Regions from separate parts of the Ovis aries genome. Here all the other regions are linked to region 2. The links are chromatin contacts, called in public Hi-C maps. All regions are on one chromosome and are shown on one strand. Each heading gives the region's core, a stretch centred on a gene start, on an enhancer-like site or on the middle of the called end of the contact. The rest is flanking DNA. Distances are from core to core; before and after follow the strand shown. Region 1 overlaps COL28A1 (collagen type XXVIII alpha 1 chain). Region 2 overlaps ASNS (asparagine synthetase (glutamine-hydrolyzing)). Region 3 holds the start of COL28A1 (collagen type XXVIII alpha 1 chain).

What was found. A called contact is a pair of places that touch in the nucleus more often than the background predicts.
Region 1: a Hi-C map of liver shows a contact between it and region 2, with 7 times the contacts expected there. The contact joins two enhancer-like sites. A contact is called at or near these places in 6 of 16 Hi-C or Micro-C datasets (blood, hypothalamus, liver and 2 more).
Region 3: a Hi-C map of liver shows a contact between it and region 2, with 4 times the contacts expected there. The contact joins the promoter of COL28A1 here to the enhancer-like site in region 2. A contact is called at or near these places in 7 of 16 Hi-C or Micro-C datasets (blood, hypothalamus, liver and 2 more).

The regions. Positions count from the first base shown.
Region 1 is chr4:16,287,196-16,291,995 of ARS-UI_Ramb_v3.0, forward strand. It overlaps COL28A1 (collagen type XXVIII alpha 1 chain), which reads right to left. Exons shown (of 34, transcript XM_042248398.2): 19 at 2,787-2,858; 20 at 1,967-2,035. Among named protein-coding and RNA genes, the nearest start is that of TRNAC-GCA, 56 kb to the left of the region's middle. Within about 2 kb of position 2,591, at least 2 of the 54 cell types and tissues checked have an H3K27ac peak or open chromatin away from gene starts, as enhancers often do. A contact at or near this core is called in liver, where this site is marked.
Region 2 is chr4:15,956,544-15,961,334 of ARS-UI_Ramb_v3.0, forward strand. All of the region lies in intron 2 of ASNS (asparagine synthetase (glutamine-hydrolyzing)), which reads right to left. Among named protein-coding and RNA genes, the nearest start is that of ASNS, 61 kb to the right of the region's middle. Within about 2 kb of position 1,963, at least 7 of the 54 cell types and tissues checked have an H3K27ac peak or open chromatin away from gene starts, as enhancers often do. A contact at or near this core is called in liver, where this site is marked.
Region 3 is chr4:16,368,290-16,373,117 of ARS-UI_Ramb_v3.0, forward strand. COL28A1 (collagen type XXVIII alpha 1 chain) reads right to left here and starts at 1,728. Exons shown (of 34, transcript XM_042248398.2): 1 at 1,579-1,728.

The DNA.
Region 1 (4,800 bases), core at 1,341-3,840, 330 kb after region 2:
AACATGCATAAAAATCACCTGGAGATTTCTGGGCCCCCCATCCAGAGTTTCTTATTTACTAGGTCTGTAGTAGAGCCCAATAATTTACATTCTGACACATTCCCAGCGGACGCTGACACTGCTGTTCCAGGGACTGTGCCCTGAGAACCACTGGCCTATACCGAGGTCATCAGCAGTGCAGACACTCCACTAAAAAGAAGAGAGACTTATAGAATCCACAGACATGCAGACAACTCCCTAGTACCCGTACTAATGGAGGGCAGTGTTGGCAGCTAATTTAAAAAACCGTTGAATATCCAGATATCACTTACCATGTCATTATCATCTGCCAGTAGCATCGAAATCTACCCCAACTGTTTGTGTTCTCCTCTTCAGGACCATGTTTAACTTACTGACCTAAATGATCCCAGAAACCAACAGCAGTATGTGTGTGTTTAGTCACTCAGTCATGTCTGACTCTTTGCGACCTCATGGACTATATAGCCAGGCTCCTCCGTCCATGCAGATTCTCCAGGCCAGGATCCTGGAGTGGGTTACCATGCCCTCCTCCAGGGGATCTTCCCAACCCAGGGATCAAACCCAGGTCTCCCACATTGCAGGCGGATTCTTGACCATCTTAGCCACCAGGGAAGCCCAGATCCACCTAAATGTAGTAAAGTGCCAGCACCGCACACTGACTACTTTGATATATAACTTATTCCTACCTACCACTCTTCTGCAAGCCCCATATCCCCTCGACGCCAGAAATCCAGTTCGCGCACATTTTCCTTGCTCTGCTGGTGTATTTGACACCACCCATTGCTTTCTCCTTGAAGCCCTTTCTCCTTGGTTCCTCTAACATGGTACTCTGTATTCAGCCTGTCTTCCTGCTGTACGGAATGCTCTCTCTCTCCAGCTGCTGTAAAATGCAGGACTCCAACCTTAGCTCTCTTTCTCAGAGCTGTCTTTCATCCCCACAGCTTCAATTATTAACTCAGAGGGGCTATTTTCCAAAAGGATATTCAGGGAAACATTAGTTCTCCTGAATGTTAATAGGCAATCATCTCTAAAAGTACTTTTTGCCTGATGTTAAAAAGGAATTCTCTGTACATGTTTCTACTCCCTGCTGCCCACCGTGCCCCCCCACCACCCCCCTGCAAAAAAAAAAAAACCAACCAGATCTCATAGTCTGGTTAGTCAGTTTTAAATTTTAAACATTTAAAATGTTTTAAATGCTACAAATACATTTATATTTCAACTTCTCACATTTAAGGCTGATGACTCAATTTTAGCCAATGTTTTTTATAATACATAGACATGTAAGCTATCAATTACTATTTTAATAGAATTAAAAATAGAACACTAGTAAGTATATGGATTTTATTTTTACTTTGCTCATATATAATTCTTCAGAATATTTATATAGGCATTGATGACTGCACCTAAGAACTGTAGTAATATCTGACACCTTAGAGGTTGTAGGTTATGGTCTTATTGATGAATTTGGGTATTTTCCTCTTGACATATAAATATATTATTCAACAAGCGTTTCTAAAATGTGTTGAATAAATCTATGCCATGTTGTAAAAGTGCCACTTCATAAGGCTATATTTCTTACTACTCTATGAGATTGTATAAATATTTGAAAAAAAATTATGGACTTTGATGTCTCAGGATGTATCTCAAGTCTTCTTTTCCCTCACTGTGTATTTGTTTTTTAAATGTCAACTTGGCTGTTTATTAAGAAAACATGTGTTGAACTCTTCCTATAAGCTTGGTTTTGTGACAGATGTTAGGAAAATGGAAATAAATAATACATGCTTGCTGTCTACCAAAGCTCAAAAGCTAGAGTCCATAATTTTAAGCTAGAAGTAAACATCTTTGACATAGCAAGAGTAACATCAAGTTTCTTCTAAGTTGGCTTCTTATTATCAAGACCAGAACTCAGCAGTCTGCTTCCCTTGCCCTACCACTGTGGATTCCATACCTTGAGGCCAGGCTGTCCTTTCCCAGGTGGTCCTTCAGGGCCTCTTGCCCCCGGAAGCCCTGCTTCTCCCTAGAGAAAATGACACCAAGGTCTTAGTTGACCCTGCATAGCCAATACGAATACACCCACCTTGTCTCATCTTACAGCCAACAGAGTCTCTGCTTGGATCCTCCAGTACAGAAAAGACCTTCACTCTAGTCTCAAAATTCATTTGGAAGTTCACCAACATGAATAAATTAATATCAAACTTCAGTTTAGCTCAGAGCAGCTGAAATATCGTGAAAAAGCCCAATTTCCCAGCCAGTTGCCAAAGCAATAAGCTCACTTTCTTTTGGCTCTTCATTCACATTTGGTGGTTTGTTTTTTGAAAAAACAAGAAAGACCTTCAGCCTTACCATCTGCTGTTTTTCTCTACTTATATTGAAAAATGAGTATTTCAAATGTCAACTCAAAATATTTCAGGAAATCTTTATAATGGCCTTACTTCCTGAATACATTTACAGACTTTTCCTTTTTGGAGGGGAGGAAGAAAGCCTTTTTCTCAAAGTTTAAACAACAGTGCTTTCTAGGAATCCCAAAGGGAGTAGGTCACTGGAACACTGTGGCCAAAACACCAGAGAGAAGGCAGAGTTCGTAAGATACTTGGACTTTGAATTGGTGCTCTTTATCCGGACTAAGTGAAAAAGGAAATTTAGAGTTGTGGGATTTTATTTTCTTAAACAGACTAAGTTTGTCTTGAATGGTTTCATTTGAGCTCTTGCAGGACCAAGATATATGTGGTTTAATAGTTTTATTCCAATAATATGGAAAACAGTGTTACCTTCTTCCCTGCAGCTCCGTCTTCTCCTGGTACTCCTGGCTGTCCTGGGAGGCCTATTGAGCCTGGCTCCCCCTGGTGGATGAGGAGAAATTTTTATTTCCCAGAAGCTCACATTTATCCTGAACTTCACTTTAAGGTACTTCAGTGGGATGCATCTTATTATAATATCTGAGAAAAGTCTAGGAGCAGGGAAATCTGAATAGTAATTAACAGTCATTAAGCTGCTTGACCTTGGGCGAGTTACTTAACATCTCTGGATCTCAGTTTTGGATTATGTTGTTTATTATCGGTTGAACTGTGACCAGCTCCCTCCCACAAAAGATGTGTTGAAGTCCTAAACCTTGGCACCAGTGAATGAACCTTATTTGGTAACAAAGTTGAGATGAAGTCATTGTTGTGGGTCCTAATCCAGTGTGACTGGTGTCCTTATAAGAGGAAAATATAATGTGAAGACAGACACGTAGGGAGAACCCCATGAGGCAAGAGAACCAAGATTAGAGTAACGTGGCTACAAGCCAAGGAATGCCAGGGATTGGCCACCACCGGAAGCTAAGAGGCAGAGGAAAACTGTCCCTGATAGGTTTTGGAGGAAGTGTGGCCCTGCAGACACCTTGATTTTTTACTTTTAGCCTTTAGAACTGTGAGAAAATAAATTTCTGTTATGTTAAGCCACAGAGTTTGCGGTAATTTGTGACAGCAACCCTAAAAAAACTAATATAAAAATGAGATAGAACAATTGGGACCTAAACATTGCTTCCAATTGTAAAATTCCAGTATTATACCCTCTTTGAAGTCAATTTGTAATTTAAGTCCTTTAAAATGTTCCGAGAAAACGCACGCTATTAGCAAGCAGTATAACGCTGTCCTTTGTTGTTGTTTAGTCGTGTCTGACTCTTTTGCAACTGGAGTTTATGTATGTGCTAATCACTCAGTCGTGTTCTGTTCTTAGCGACCCCGTGGACTTTAGCCCACCAGGCTCCTCTGTCCATGGGATTCTCCAGGCAAGAACATTGGAGTGGGTTGCCATTTCCTCCTCCAGGGAAATGTGTCCTTACTGCATTTATTAACAGCAAAAAATATTGAAAAAATGGAAAATCATTTCAACTAAACTCAACTTTAAAAACTAGTGACAAAAGCACAGTGAACCTAAAAGTAAGTAGTAGTGATAGTAGTATTAGTCGCTCAGTCATCTCCAGCTCTTTGCAACTCCTTGTAGCCTACCAGGCCCGTCTGCCATGGAGTTCTTCAGGCAAGGATACTGAAGTGGGTGGCCATTTCCTTCTCCGAAAGTAAATAGTAGGATATAATAAAAATGAGAGAAAATCATAAACTTGCTAGCAAAAATCAAGAATAACAAAATTAAAAGGTAATAAAAACTTAAAAATACTAAGAAAATAAATAAACATCTAACTGTAATGATAAATATTTATAAAATAAAAGGCATTAAAAAAACTGTATTAGGAATGAAAGGTAAATCTATATACATAGTAAAAATTTTTGATTATAGACAATTTCTGTGATAATCTCAAACAAATATATTGGAAACATTAATACATGGATAATCTTCAAGAAAAATATAAATTACATAAATGACATAAGAAGGAATGGAAAAGTAATTAAACCAATGCAATTAAATAAATTCAGGCAGTAACTGCAAGTCTGGAACTTCCTCTCCCTCCAGGATCACAGGCTTAGTTGACTTTCCAGTCAAACCTTAACAAATTTTTAAACATCTGAACAACAGATACCCCCTCTCTTGTTTCTAAAACATAGAAAAAGAGGGAACTCTATCCAATTTATTTTATGAGGCTAGTAAAACTTTGATTTTAAAAACCATACAAGTTAAAAAAAACTAAATTATAGACCCTACCTAAGAAAAAGATTCCAACTCAAAGTTCTCACGTTAAAGGAAGAATGTGTGTGTGTGTATGTGTGTGTGTGTGTGTGTGTTTTAGTTGCTCAGTCATGTCCATCTGTTTGTGACCCCATGGATGGTAGCCTCCCAGGCTCCTCT
Region 2 (4,791 bases), core at 713-3,212:
AATTAAGGTTTTTAGTTGGAGTTTCAATATCAAACTCTCAAAAGTTAATAGAATGAATACACAGAGAAGTAGGAGGATATAGTAGATTTGAAAAGCACTATGAACCAATTCAACATGATTAAGATTCATACAATTTTCACACAATAGTAGGATACAAATTCTGTTCAAGTTCCCATAGACTATAAACTAGGAGATGCTGGAACATAACCAGGGACAAAAAATAAAGTGCAAAAATTTCATGGTCTAAAGATACTAAAATACAGAGTCTGTAATTTTACCACTGTGGAATTATATTAGAAGTCAATATCAGAAGATATTTTCAGATAATCCACATGTTCTCAAGTGCAAGCATCGCTTGACTCTTTAAGGGACTTAAACACTGAAGGACTTTTCAGGGATTTTCCCAAAGGCAAAATTCTTTGCAAGGAATTCGACGTGTTCAAGTCAAAGAGGCTGTGCAGTCTTGTGCGTGCAAAATAAATGGCCCTGATTAGGTCACCTTGTGGAATGTCTCCTGGAACTCCAGTACCTTTTTGCATTGTCCTTGGGTTTTTTTTGTTTTCTGTATTCTACACTTTGCCTTTAAATAAAGAAGCAGGGAAAAAGTCTCACAACTAGACTGAGGGAGTCTAAAGAATTTGGTCTTATTGGAAAACATAGTCAAGTTTTTGTTTTATTTTTGTTTTTTAAGGGAAAAGCACAACGATCACATCTACACTTATCAGTTTCCCTAATGGCTCAGATGGTAAAGAATCTGCCTGCAATGCAGGAAACCCAGGTTCAATCCCTGGGTCGGGAAGATCCCCTGGAGAATGGAACGGCTACCCACTCCAGTACTCTTGCCTGGAAAACCCCATGAACAGAGGAGCCTGGTGGGCTAAGAGTTAGACACGACTGAGTGACTAACACTTCACTCTTTGGGAAGCTGGATGCGCAGGATGCAGAAGAGGAAGACGTCATTGCAGGCTGTAGGGATGTCATTTGAGTGCATGAGACCCCTGTGCCCACCCACCTCTTCATTCCAGCCTTTCACCTAACCTTAACTGTTACAAGCCAGTCATCCCATCACTTGCAGCTCCTCCAACCAAATCCAGCCTCCCGGCTTTGCACCTGGGGCTCCAGCCCCTTGCAAGAGCTTTTCTCTGTCCCCTCACTAGGCTCACCCTGAAAATGAGCCATCTCTCCTCCCAGCAGCACTTCCAGAAGCTTTGTGCGTGAAAGTTGTCAGTTGTCTGCAACTCTGCAATCCCAGAGACCATAGCCTGCCAGGCTCCTCTGTCCATGGACTTCTCCAGGCCAGAATACTGGAGGGGGGAGCTGTCCCCTTCTCCAGGGGATCTTCCCAACCCAGGGATCAAACCCAGAGATTCTTTACCATCTGACCCACCAGGGAACCCAAAAATCATTTTGGACCAGGCAGTGCCAAACCAAGCCCTGGGGAGAGACTGCTCAGTCGTGTCTGACTCTTTGTGAGTGCATGGTCTGTAGCTAACAGGTTCCTCTGTCCATGGAATTTTCCAGGCAAGAATACTGGAGTAGGTTGCCATACCCTTCTCCAGAGGATCTTCCTGACCCAGGAATCAAACCCAGGTCTCCTGCATTGCAGGCAGATTCTTTACTACCTGAGCCACTAGGGAAGATCCTCCAGAAGCTTTGCCATAGAAGAAATCAAAGTCTCCAAGTACAAAATTTGTCTTCAGGATCAAAGAATGTGTGTAGAAACCAAATACGGAAAGTAAGATGCAAACACTTTCAACTGTCAAATCATGTATAGATTCTGAAGAAAAAAAACCACCCTATTAATTTTTAAAATTAATTTTCAAACAATGAAGTTTCATTCCTGGACCTCATCACTTTCAGTAGATCATCTTGGGCCCTGAAAAACCACAGACACTTGTAGTCATGTCCATACTGAAAAACCACCAGGGGTTACCCCAGAAGATAACCACAGCCCAATTTTGCGTTGGTACACAATGTTACACAATATGCTGTCCCTCTTCCTCGCCACACCACCAAGCCACAAGATGCTTCCTGGTTATTGGCAAGAAATTAGAAATCGAGTACTGCGTCATTGGGTCTACTTTTACCGGCCCCAGTTGTGAAATGTTTGAAGAAAGTGAATAAGGGCTAAAGAGAACCATCTGGATGTTTTCCAAGGTTCAAAAGGAAACAGGAAAACTCAAGTAATTCACATCCTTTACACCTTTTAAGCTGAACACACCATTAAGCATTAAGCACAGTCGTCTACAAGTGTAAATATTGGCCGAGGTGACATACATGACAGGCAGTGGCAGGTTAAAAGCACAAATATTTGTAGAAGGGTTTCAGTGCCAGGACCCAACCCTGGCGAAGAGGAATGGAAGCCAGCTGATGGCTCAGCCGTGAGCCGGCAGAGTGAGATGACTGATAAGCCTGGCGTTTCCAGACAAAGGGCAGGAAGGGGACTGCTCATCTGGAAACTCATGGGACAATGGTGCTCACTGGAATATCGATATTTTAAAGCTTTAAAAATTCGGAGGCTCCATCCCTATCTTCACTGGTAGATAGATTTCACTGATTTAAGGAAAGTCCCCCATGTCAGGTTTTTAACACATCATTCTAAGGTGCAGGAAAGTTTAAGAATCACTGAAAAAGCAGGAAGGCAGGGGAGTTAAACCTGTGGGGTGAGTTTAGGGTTGCAATTGCTCTCTAGTGAGAACACATTCTCACCCCAACCCTCTCCCTTCCACCCCACCCACACTCACCCAACAACCACCAGCTGAGTCTGATGTCTCCTGAGTCAGGCCCCTGAAGACTCATCTTTATGCTCTCCAACCCCAGCACTCAATCCGGCACAACTCTAAATCAATCAATCACCAGGTTCTCTCTAGTCTGTATCTAAACTCTCAAATCTGCCTTCTTTCCACCTCCATCGCTGCTGCTGCCTTTTTCTGGGCAGTTGTTGAGTGCCCACAACTCTTTAGGTGCAAGCTATACACACTGCATCGGAGAAGGCAATGGCACCCCACTCCAGTACTCTTGCCTGGAAAATCCCACGGGTGGAGGAGCCTGGTAGGCTGCAGTCCATGGGATCGCTAGGAGTCAGACACGACTGAGCGACTTCACTTTCCCTTTTCACTTTCATGCATTGGAGAAGGAAATGGCAACCCACTCCAGTGTTCTTGCCTGGAGAGTCCCAGGGACGGGGGAGCCTGTGGGCTGCCGTCTATGGGGTCGTATAGAGTCGGACACGACTGAAGCGATTTAGCAGTAACAGCAGCATACGCACTGCATTGGTGGATAAAACAGACAGTCTTTGTCCTGTGCGGCTTATAGCTTAATGGGGTAGAAAGACTATAATCAGGTAAGTGATCAAAATAGTTTAAGAAGAGAAATCTAAGTACTGAGAAGGAAACAGGTAGGGTGCAATGACAGGGTAGGGGAGGCAGAGGAATCTGACTAGACAGGGTGAGCTGGGAGGGGCTTCCACAAGGATCACATATATTCTTTCTAAACCCTCACATCATAAATAACCTTGATCCCATTCCCTTTCACTCCATCTCATACGCAACCACCAGAGTAAATGCTGTAAAAGCCCAGACACTTGAGTAGGTTTTGTAGCCTCTTCACAACCCATCTCCTACCCGCCATGCCAGAACCACATGCCCCCGAGGCTCTAAACCCCTCACGCCACTAGCAGCTACAGGATCACCATGGTCTTTCCTTTTTTAAAAAATAATGTTACTTATGTGTTTTTGACTGTGCTGGGTCCTCACCTGTGCAGGCTTTTCTCTCGATGCAGAGGGGGCTCTCTCTAGTTGCAGTGCACGGGCTTCTCATTGTGTGGCTTCTCTGGTTGTGGAGCGCAGGCTGGAGGGCCCGTGGGCTCAATAGTTGCAGCTCCTGGGCTCTGGACTACAAGCTCAACAGTTGTGGCGCACGGGTTTAGTTGCTCCGCGGCATGTGGGATCTTCCTGGATCAGGGATCAAACCCGTGTCTCCTGCATCGGCAGGCGGATTCTTTACCACTGAGCCACCAGGGAAGCCCACCATGGTCTTTCCAACCCACAGTGTACACCACTGCCCTGCCAAGAATGCCCTTTCCATCCGGCTTGTTCCCATTTGCTTTTGAGAACACGTCTTAGGTCATCTCCTACCAGAAGCCGCACGGGACCCTCCCTGGTTTGAGGGGGCTTCCATTTTTCTGGGGTTCCAGGGCACTCCATGTTTACATGAAGCACAGCACTCTTCACTGTGTGATGTGACTGAAGTGTTCCTGGTCTGCTCCTTCTCTGACTTGGAGTATCTTCAGGACAGAGACTGTATCTCGTTCCTGTTTCCTGTGCCTGGCACAGTACTTGGCAATTTAAGACACAGTCAATTTGAACGTATGCACGGAACACCCTTTGTATGCTTTTGTATGCTTTTGGCCTCTTTTTTTTCCTGCTAGGTCTCAACAGGATAAAGGATGACCAGTTGTCCTAGTTTGCTTATTAGCACCGAAGCCAGAAGTTGGAACATAGTTTCTATCTCCATTATGTTTTTTCCACATAATAATGACACAATATTCTCTGCATTGTTTTTAAAAATCATTGATACCATCTAACTCAAACAGCTGACAGAGGATCATGTTAGAAAACTTTGAAAAACACAGATAAACAAAAAGAAATCACTCAAATCCCATCTCCAACTACAATCGTTATTAACATCATAGCAGGCATCCTTCCAGACATGTTCCCACAGTCATCACATATGAATCTGTCCAGGTGTGATGTGTACACAGGCACTGTACTCTCCTCTACAGCCCCACTG
Region 3 (4,828 bases), core at 478-2,977, 410 kb after region 2:
TAAAAGGGACTTCCCTGGCAGCTCAAATGGTAAAGAATCTGCCTGCAATGCAGGAGACCCCGGTTCAATCCGTGCATCGGGAAGATCACCTGGAGAAGAGAATGGCTACCCACGTCTGCATTCTTGCCCGGAGAATCCCACAGACAGCGGAGCCTGGTGAGCTACAGTCCATGGGATCGCAGAGTCAGACATGACTGAGCGACTAACACTTTCACATTTTCACATTCAAAGCTGTGTAGCAAAACGCAGCTGCTGTTAAATTTTCAGAGGGGGAAGATGTATAACATCATGTCCCTGGTATCACATATGACTTCTTTCTTTTGTTGACCCTTGTACTTAAAGAAGTTCTCAGAAGTTCTGGAAACAAGAGACTGAAAATTTAATTTCATTGAGAACAAGAGAGATTTTACAAGCTTGTAGCTTATAGATCAAGACAGCTCTTCAAAAACCTAAAGAAGGAGATTCCCATGCAGGATCCTGAGATGAAAACCACTATTTCTCTTATTTGCAGGCCTCATTTTGGGCTTCGGAAATGCTGGCTTTAAATAGATATCTTTCCCCTACACTAGGCACTTGCTCAGACAGTTTGTTGACGTGTAATTATGAATTCATAACTGAAGCCTTATATATATAATGTTCCCTAACACACCTGATTCGTTAGCAATAATCACAATATCTCATACTTTACTACTATTTGTTCTAACATTTTTTATCTAGTTCTCTGAAACCAAAGTCATGCTGTTTCTTTCCGATATTAGCCAGAGGACACCCTTACACTTTCTCTAGTTTCTCAGTTCTGCTATCATCCTGAAATCTCTTATTAGTTTAATATCTTAAGAGCCCACTCATTTTGGATCCCTTTTGTCATGCTTTATTTTGCCTCGGTTTTTAATACTTCCCACCTTTCTTTCATTTAGATGTTATATACAAGCAAAATAGGTTTCAGGGGAAAAGAGTCATTAGTTAAATAAAGGAAATATAAACCTCTGTGCTTACTACAGTTTGCATTTCATAAATGCAGAAACAACTGTTACCTTTAATCAAATGCCATAGTTTTGGCTTTTTTGTGTGAAATTTATTTGGGGTAAATATCAGGATCAATAAACCCAAGAGAACTTATATTTTATGACTTTTTGGAAATAACATTATCTTTCAGCAAAGTTTACTAATTTTATTCACAATGTTTGCATCTCATTTGTTTTGCCATGAAGATAAAGTGATCGGATACTTTATCCAAATCGCTAAACTTACCATGTTATAAAGCATTCTGCAATGACGACTGAATTATAAAAACGTGTCCAAATTAAGAAAAAGATGTCCCAAAAGATATTAACAGTATAACAATGCTACACAGTAGGCTATAAATTAAAAATCAATTTTAAAATAGCTTTAAAATTTACATTTTTCTACATGTTAACAATTATTATTTCCCTGATAATATAATTAAAGTAATAACAAAGGATAAAAAAATCTGATAAGCTTTCTTCACATAAAAAATACGTTAACTGTTTAGTCTTCCACAGTTCTTAGATGTCTGAACTCGTTTCGAGTGATTAAAACAAAACAGTCATGTCTTACCTTATAAAGTTTATCAACCAGGAATTAGAGACTGGTTAAGCAAGTGCCAACAGCAAGGACCATTGCTGAGGATGGAGCTGACTATTTGATATTGTTCTGTTCGGTGGGAAATAAGAATTGTCTTTCCCTTTAGATCTTTTGTAATTCTTTACTCATGTTTTTTAGACTAAATTAAAGCAAGAGTGGCTAGGCACTTAGCCAGGGTGCAAGATCTGGGTGGGATCAGTGAGTAATTTAAAGGAGCAGTGCCTTTCATAATAAGTCTGTGTTTTCCAGGCTGTTGTGAAAATAACCTGGGCAGATTTTCTACAGTTTAGACATTTATTGACAGCCTGCCTTTGTCTGTCAGGCCATGTCCTCTTTCTGGTCCTTTGCCCGGGAGTTGCTCGGTAAGATACTGTTGCTGAAGAGCTCTGTGAAGGAGGATAAATCATACCAGCTTGAGTGTGCATGCTAAGTCATGTCAATCGTGTCTGACTCATTGTGACCCCGTGGACTGTAGCCCACCATGCTCCTCTGTCCATGGGATTTCCAGGCAAGAGCACTGAAGTGGGTTCCCACTTACTTCTCCAGGGGATCTTCCCAATCCAGGGGTCAAACCTGCATCTCCTGCGTTGCAGGGGGATTTTAGTGACTATAATTATAGAGTTAGGATTCCAAAGAAAATAAGGTCTTGTTGTTGATGTTTAGTCATTAAGTTGTCCCAAATGTTTGTGACCCCATGGACTGTAGCCCGCCAAGCTCCTCTGTCCATGGGATTTCCCAGGCAAGAATACTGCAGTGAGTTTCCATTTCTTTGTCCAGGGGATCTTCCCAACCCAGACTCAGATGGAAATCTGGCTTTTCAACAGAGGCAATGGGTTGATAATTATTGAAGATAGGTGATGAGCATAAAAATTTGTGATTCTAGTCTTTCTACATTTGTGATTTTTTAAAAGTTTCATAATCAAATATATAGACTATTATATAGAATTTAGTCCTGGTTCTGTCTCTCACATGGGGACCTCAGTTTCCTACTTATGAAGTGAAGGAGGGAATTTGATTATTTATCAAGATTCTGTTAAACTGTAACATGACGAGGAGAGTTACATGACAAGGTCAATATTCTGAGGTCTCTGTCCAGGAAAGATGATTACTGTAGTCATTCCATTCTCCTTTTGTCCTATTTTCTACCTGTGGTTACAGCCTATATTATTAATAAATCAATATTTGTCACTGCAAAACATATTGCCAAGAAGCCGCTCGACCCCTACACAATTTATAGCAGGTTTCTCTACAGACTCCCTCAAGGATCAGAAGAGCGAGATGGTCAGAGAAAGCAGTAGAAGTGTTCATGTTATAATTTAGAATCAGCTTTCTTAGGAAGACATTTTAGCATTTATATCTCCGCTTATAGTGACAGTAATAGCTTCCATTCCATGAACTCTTTACCAGGTGGCCAGGCACTGGGCTAAGTGCTTCACACACATTATGGGATTTAACCCTCCAAAAGCAAATCATCTGCTGATTGTTAGGACTGCAGGGGTTTGTGTTTTGCAGAGAAAGGGTGTTGAGAAAGAGAGGAGCTCACTGATTTGCCCATGGTCTTGCTAATGCTAGAGAATACCAGAATAAGATCTTAACTCAGATCACTCTGATCCCTGAGGCTGCGCCATTAAGTTTGACATCCATGTGAAATGTGAACATTTTCTTTGCCTCCTCACCATGTAGCAGGTTTTGAGCAGCTAAGGAAGTTTTGTGGGACTCTGGTAATAGAAAAAAGGAAATAATGGATATATCACAGACGTAACAGCGGAATGATCTAGGAAGCAACCACATATGTGTCTTAAATAGCCTGTAGCTGTTAGCCGCATGTTTCACTTTTGTGAGATGAGAGTCATGGATCAAGGAAGTGGCAGTTCTTCAGAAGATCAGCTCTTTTTCTTAGGGTAGGCTAACAACCTGCAGAAAAATAATACCTCAAGGCTGCAAACAGGTGACTCCTGAGGTGAAAGATGGGACTAAAGACCTCCTGCTTTATAACTCTTCTGATTGAAATAAGTGAGGGGTCAGAACCCTGCCTACTCATTCATTGCGGTACTCATCTGTACCCCAGAGGCAGATGTGCTTAGTCACTCAGTCATGTCCAACTCTTTGTGACCCCATGGACTCTATCCCACCAGGTTCCTTCATCTATGAGGTTCTCCAGGGAAGACTATTAGAGTGGGCAGCCATTCCCTTCTCCAGGGGATCTTCCCAACCCAGGGATCAAACCTGGATCTCCTACATTGCAGGCAAATTCTTTACCATCTGAGCCACCAGAAAAGCCCACCTCAAAGGCAGATAGGGTACCTCAAACCTAATATTTCCTGCCTTTCACTCTCAAGTGTGGAAATCGCCGCTAAGTTGACTGGGTAGATGACTCAAAAAAAAAATCTTGTGTTCTGTTCATTTACATAAAGCAATTCGATTTGTAACCAGAAGAACAATGCACAAAGGTACATTAATAAAGCAATCTTAACCCTAAAGGAGGGTCTTGAATTGGTACACACACAGACCAAATAAAGGAGCAGATAACAGTGATGACTAGAACAAGGCAACTTGGAGTCCACGCCTTTCTGACTGTTGGTCTGCAGCAGCCTTCATACAGAACGATAACGCACTATTTTTGCTATCACTGCTGCAGGTGGCCTAAGTAAACACCCCATAAATACTTGTTGAATGAAGGATAATTAGAAGTAGTTTTCAAATGTTCATCAATCACTTGAGAATCATGATACAACAGATTGTTGCTGCTGCTGCTAAGTCGCTTCAGTCGTGTCCAACTCTGTGTGACCTCATAGACGGCAGCCCACCAGGCTCCCCCGTCCCTGGGATTCACCAGGCAAGAACACTGGAGTGGGTTGCCATTTCCTTCTCCAATGCATGAAGGTGAAAAGTGAAAGTGAAGACGCTCAGTCGTGTCCGACTCTTCGAGACCCCATGGACTGCAGCCCACCAGGCTCCTCCGTCCATGGGATTTTCCAGGCAAGAGTACTGGAGTGGGGTGCCATTGCCTTCTCTAGATACAACAGATTGCGCTCCTTCAAAGCACTGCTAGACAGGAAATCCTTTTTTGAAATGTTTTAATTTGTTGAACTATTCAACCATATAGAACCTATGTTAGTTGTGTTTGTTTTGGTACCAATGCCAACGTCTCCATTTCAACAGTGATGATTTTTTAGAGTCCAAGGATCATTTAAAAGGAACCAAAACCTGAGGTGACTTGTGA